2 separate regions of the Canis lupus genome follow, and region 2 is linked to region 1. The links are chromatin contacts, called in public Hi-C maps. All regions are on one chromosome and are shown on one strand. Each heading gives the region's core, a stretch centred on a gene start, on an enhancer-like site or on the middle of the called end of the contact. The rest is flanking DNA. Distances are from core to core; before and after follow the strand shown. Region 1 overlaps ZCCHC2 (zinc finger CCHC domain-containing protein 2). Region 2 holds the start of ZCCHC2 (zinc finger CCHC domain-containing protein 2).

Region 1 (2,700 bases), core at 26-2,525:
TTGTTTACAATGAGTCAGCTTTTAAGTGGTTGAGCTGGTTTGCAGATCCTTGAGGAAACTTTCCATTAGACTGTACTGTCACTGTGCCCCTTATTGCAGGTCCCTTTGTAGAGAAGACTTCCAGCTGGAATATTTTAATTACATTAATCAAATGTGGGGAGAGCTGATTTTCAAAGATAAGGGCTCAGAAAGATGGTACGACACACAGTGGAATGAACCCTTAGTCATGCCTTCAGATGTAGTAATACTTGTGACTAACCAGACCACCACCGCATTCCGCAGTTTCCAGGACCCTGAGCACCCCCACGTCCTGGGCTCTTAAATTTAGAGTGTGGGAAGGTGCCTTCATGGGACAGGCAAGTGAGGACAAGTACACCTGTGAAGAAGGGTAAAGGAATTGCAATACTTACTCTGAGCAGAAAGATGGCTATTGGACCACGGGGACAACAGGCTGAAATAATAACATGCATATTTTTTGCCAGCATTGCAACCATACCACTAGATTATAGATTAGAAAAAAAAAAAAAGCCTGTTGATTAGATTTTTGTGAAGAGGCTTAACTTTATTCACTTTCTCCTATGAGAAATACATTAGAAGATAATATTCTTTTCCTTAGGAAAACCATGTAATTTTTATACCTGGATGAAACTGCCACATATGTTTGCCTTACAGCCTGAGCTGAGACTCCAGTGGATTTGTACCGTGTGAAATTAATGCCTCTCTTTTCTTTCTGTGCAGGCAGCTATTTTCAACTTCATCCCAAGCTTTCCTACAGAGTCAGCGAGTGCACAGCTTCTTTCAGGCCATGCCACCAGACCCCCTGCACAGCCTCAGTAAGCGCCTCTCCTCTTAGAAAGCAGCTCTTTTCATGCTTAGAGTTTTCATTTCACTGTGCTGCCCTGTGTGGATGGGGTGATCGTTTAGTGTGAGTGGAAAAGCCCCCGGTGGCATACAGTTAAGAGACATCTATAGTTCTCAGTGACGGTCACATTACAGTTCTAAGGAAAATACCATGTGAAAGCTGATGTCACCAAACACTCTGATTGCAAGGCAGAGGCCAGCTGTCTCCAACTCATGGACACGCTGGTTCCTCTGGGTCCTTGTCAGCCCTGGTGGCAGGGTCATAGGGGGACCACGCTGCTGAATGCATGGTGTGGAACCTCTTGGAATCGACCTTCCCCTTCTTGGGCCCCTGCTCCAGTAGTGACCTCCTCACCCTCCCGGGCTGAAAACCCTGGCCTTCCCCTTTCCACGCTTCCTCTTGCGCTCAGCCGCTTACAGGCCAGGCCACACTGTCTCTCCTTACCCATCCCCATGGTGGCGGTTAAGCCTTTCTTTCATGCACACCCTGCACAAAGCCTCGCTCGCCTCTGATTCTGGTTTCTCCCTTTACTGTAACCTAGCCCAGGATTACCTCAGGGATCAGTTGGGTAATCCCCTCTTCAAAACTTTAATAAAAGTTCAGTTTGAAATTCAAGCCCTGCCAGGAGCCTCCTTGTACCTTCCTGCGAGTCTCAGGCACTGACTACTCTCTAGCTTGGCATCTGCTCAGTTCACCTGCCATTTCCTGTCCCAGTGCCTTGGCTCGTTGTGCACCTGAACTTTTAAATGTCCTTCCTTTTGGCACAGCCGTTGAAATCACACCTATTTTAAGACCCAACTGAAATACTGCTTCCCGAAGATTTCCCCAATTATTTTCTTCTATTCCTGTAGGTTGGATTCGCCCCTATGTCTCATCCTTTATTATAGTTGGCCTTGTGTTTCGTTTTAGGCACAACTTTTTCAACTGCCTTTTTAAACAAATACTTGGCCAGAAACACAAATGGGGGCTTTTTAGGAGAATGTGCTGACTTCCAGCACAGCCACTCTGGCAAGTGGCTATTTATTTTTTTTAATCTTCGGTTTTCAGCAAACTCATATTTTTCTTGTACCTAAAGGGGAAAGAAAATGGGTATTTCCTCATTTTTAAGTGGAAGAAAAAGAGATTTAAAAAAGTAAGATGATTGGATATTATAACATGGATTAACTTGGTCATGTTTCTCTAATAGGGTGTGTGTGCATGTACATGCACGCTCCTTAAATATTTTAAACAAGTAGCAATTAGAATTAAGACTTTTGATGACAAGTTGATAAGACAAAATGAGCAACTCCATGGTTAAATTTATGTCTTAGTGGTAGTAGTAGCTTTTTTGTTGTTTGTTTGGGTTTTTTTTTCTTTTTTTTTAAGGAGAATTCTAATCCTACAACTGTATAGATTTAACAGTCAGTGCTTTTGCTGGAACGGAGTATGGGCACTTTTGAAGGAATATCATTAAATAGCATATGTTTAATTCTAAAAAAGCATCGAAACACCAAAGTTAAACTTCAAATTCAGATTTTAACAGGCTGCCCAGGGAAACTAGCCCAAGTGAGTAGTGCATATATAAATAATAGAAAACTCATCACGAGAGCTTTTACAGTATTTAAATTATGAGTAGTGCTAAAGAAGCTAATAGATTTGAAGATAATCAGATTGTTGTGAAATTGAATGTATTAAAAGTGCATGTTTTGAGATTGGGGAAAATCTGGCCAGGATGTCCGCACTGTTTCACCAAAGAACACATTGTTGTCGAAGTTCATTTGCACTTTCTAAAAAAATCGACAGCTCTACCCTTTTTCTCCCTAAGATAGAGAGTGTTAGTCTATATTCTGACAATTGAG
Region 2 (2,721 bases), core at 78-2,577, 37 kb before region 1:
TCAAAATGTTAAGAGTCAGGCAGAGAGATGTTATTTAGCAGATAAACGATCCCCAAAAGATGAAGGCTGGGGGAGGGGGGCGCAGAGGGACTCCTGCTGAACTGCCCTGGAAAACACTTCCAAAGAGCGTTAGAGCTCAGAGGGGGCAGTGAGGCCAGGGGCGCCCCCAGCAGCGCCCCCCCAAGCAGCGTCCCCCAGCAGCGCCCCCCAGCAGCGCCCCCTCCGAGCCCCGGGGCCGCGCGTCCCACCGCAGCGCCGAGCGCCCAGCACCCCGCGGGGGCGCTCGCCCGGCCCCGGCCCCCGCCCCGGCCCCGGCCCCGGCCTCCACCCCGGCGCCCCGGCCCCGGCCCCGGCCCCGGCCCCGCCTCCCGAGCCGGCGCCTCCCTTCTCGGGCCAGCCCGCCAGCGCACCCGTCCCCGCGAAGTTGCGGTGGGAGCGACGCCGCCGCGGCTCCCCGAAGTCGGCCGGGCGGGCGGGCAGGGCTGGAGGAGCCCGTCTCGGGGGAGCCTCCCGCCTCCCGGGACACGCTCCCGCGGCCGGGGCGGAGGCCGGCAGGGCAGGCGGCGGTCGGGAGTCGGCCTCGGGCCCGGGAGAAGGAGCGACGCCTCGGCCGGGCCTCTCACGCGGGCCCCGCACGCTCCGGCCGCCCGGGCGCACCTCGCCCCCGCGCCTCCGCGCCTCCGCGCCTCCGCCCCACGGCCCCGCCCGCTCCTACCCTAAGCCGCAGGCCCCGAGGTTAGGACCGCGCGGGAGCCGCCGGGAGAGGGAGGCGGCGGCGGAGCAGCTGGGCGTGGCCTCCCCGGGAGGCGGCCCCGGGGGCGGGGGAAACGCGCAACCGTCGCCTCCGGCCGCTGATTGGCCGGGCCGCCTGCGCGGAGCCCGCAAGCGTCTCCGCCCGGCCCCGCCGCTCCTCCTCCTCCCCCAGCCGCGGGGTCCGCACCGGCTCGCGAGGGAACCGCTCGGGCGCCGCCGCCCCAGCCCAGAGCGGACGACGGGAGAGAGGGAGGAGGAAGGAGAACTCGCTCGCTCGCTCGCTCCCACCCGCGCTCGGGCTCCCAGGCCGGCGCGGAGCCCAGGGGGAGGAGCCGCCGCGGGCACGCCCCGCCTCCGGCCCGGGAAGACGACGCCGGCGACCCCGCCGGCCGGCCGCCGCCCCCCTCGCCGGCCGAGACCCGCCCCCGGCCCCGGCCCCGGCCCCGGCCCTCCCCGGCGGCATGGAGGGGCCCCGCTCCTGACGGCCGCGCCGCCGCCTCGGCCCCCGCCCCCCCGCCCGGCCCCGCCCGCCTGCCCGCCCCCGCTCGCATGTCCGCGCCGCCGTAGCCGAGGATGCTGAGGATGAAGCTGCCGCTGAAGCCGACGCACCCCGTGGAGCCGCCGCCCGAGGCGGAGGAGCCCGAGGCAGACGCACGGCCGGGCGCAAAGGCGCCGCCGCGCCGCCGCCGAGACTGCCGCCCCCCGCCGCCGCCGCCGCCCGCGGGCCCGCCGCGGGGCCCCCCCGCCGCCGCCGCCGCCGCCCCCGCCGCCGCCCCGGGGGCTCGGGCCGCCTGTTGCTGGCGGAGCAGCGGCGGGGGCGGGCATGCCGGGCGGCGGCGGCGGCGGCGGCGGGCCCGCGGCGGCGCTGCGCGAGCAGGAACGAGTGTACGAGTGGTTCGGGCTGGTGCTGGGCTCGGCGCAGCGCCTGGAGTTCATGTGCGGGCTGCTGGACCTGTGCAACCCGCTGGAGCTGCGGTTCCTCGGCTCGTGCCTGGAGGACCTGGCGCGCAAGGACTACCACTACCTGCGCGACTCGGAGGCCAAGGCCAACGGCCTCTCGGACCCGGGGCCGCTGGCCGACTTCCGAGAGCCGGCCGTGCGCTCGCGCCTCATCGTCTACCTGGCGCTGCTGGGCTCGGAGAACCGTGAGGCCGCCGGCCGCCTGCACCGCCTCCTGCCCCAGGTGGACTCGGTGCTCAAGAGCCTGCGCGCGGCTCGGGGTGAGGGTTCGCGGGGAGGCGCGGAGGACGAGCCCGGCGAGCGCGGGGAGGACGGCGAAGGCGAGGAGGACGCGGAGAAGGACGGGTCCGGCCCGGAAGGCAGCGGCGCCGAGCCCCGGCCGGGCGGCGGGCTGGGCTTCAGGGCCCAGGAGGAACTGCTGCTGCTCTTCACCATGGCTTCGCTGCACCCGGCGTTCTCCTTCCACCAGCGGGTCACCCTGAGGGAGCACCTGGAGAGGCTCCGCACTGCGCTCCGCGGGGGCCCCGAGGACGCGGAGGTGGAGGTGGAGCCGAGCAACTTTGCCAGCCCCGGGGCCCAGGTAAGGCGCGCGAGCCTCCCAGCACCCGCGCTGCGGTCACCGCCCCGGCGGCCTCCCTGGCCTGCCTTTCGGACGCCTCTTGGCCGAGCCGCAGCCCGGCGCAGGTGGCTTCGAATCCCCCCACCCCACGGCTCCCAGCCCCGTAACACTCATTTTCGTTGTGTTGGGCGGTTCGGTTCCACTCTTCCAACCCTTACGCCGCACCCGCCCCCCCCCCCCCCCACCCGTGCACACTCAGGCACCCGCCATAACAGAATGCTCTAGAAGTCTCTTCCGTGCCGGAGTTGCCACGGAAAACATGGAGCTCCCAGCCTGGTCTCCGTCTCGGAGGAAGGGTCTCGGGACATTTTTGGCTTGGAGCATCTCTCGCCCTAGGTGGTGGGAGAGGCGAAGCGCTCGAGGTGACTGTGTTGGCCTCAGCCTGGCCC

The links. Hi-C and Micro-C count contacts between places; a contact is called where the count stands out from the background.
Region 2: a contact with region 1 is called in a Hi-C map of blood, with 2.2 times the contacts expected there. The contact joins the promoter of ZCCHC2 here to the enhancer-like site in region 1. A contact is called at or near these places in 2 of 9 Hi-C or Micro-C datasets (amygdala and blood).

Annotation. Positions count from the first base shown.
Region 1 is chr1:14,430,611-14,433,310 of UU_Cfam_GSD_1.0, reverse strand. It overlaps ZCCHC2 (zinc finger CCHC domain-containing protein 2), which reads left to right. Exons shown (of 16, transcript XM_038525862.1): 7 at 739-833. Among named protein-coding and RNA genes, the nearest start is that of ZCCHC2, 37 kb to the left of the region's middle. Within about 2 kb of position 1,275, at least 4 of the 20 cell types and tissues checked have an H3K27ac peak or open chromatin away from gene starts, as enhancers often do. A contact at or near this core is called in blood, where this site is marked.
Region 2 is chr1:14,467,791-14,470,511 of UU_Cfam_GSD_1.0, reverse strand. It overlaps ZCCHC2 (zinc finger CCHC domain-containing protein 2), which reads left to right and starts at 1,327. Exons shown (of 16, transcript XM_038525862.1): 1 at 1,327-1,503; 2 at 1,505-2,293. The coding sequence starts at 1,327.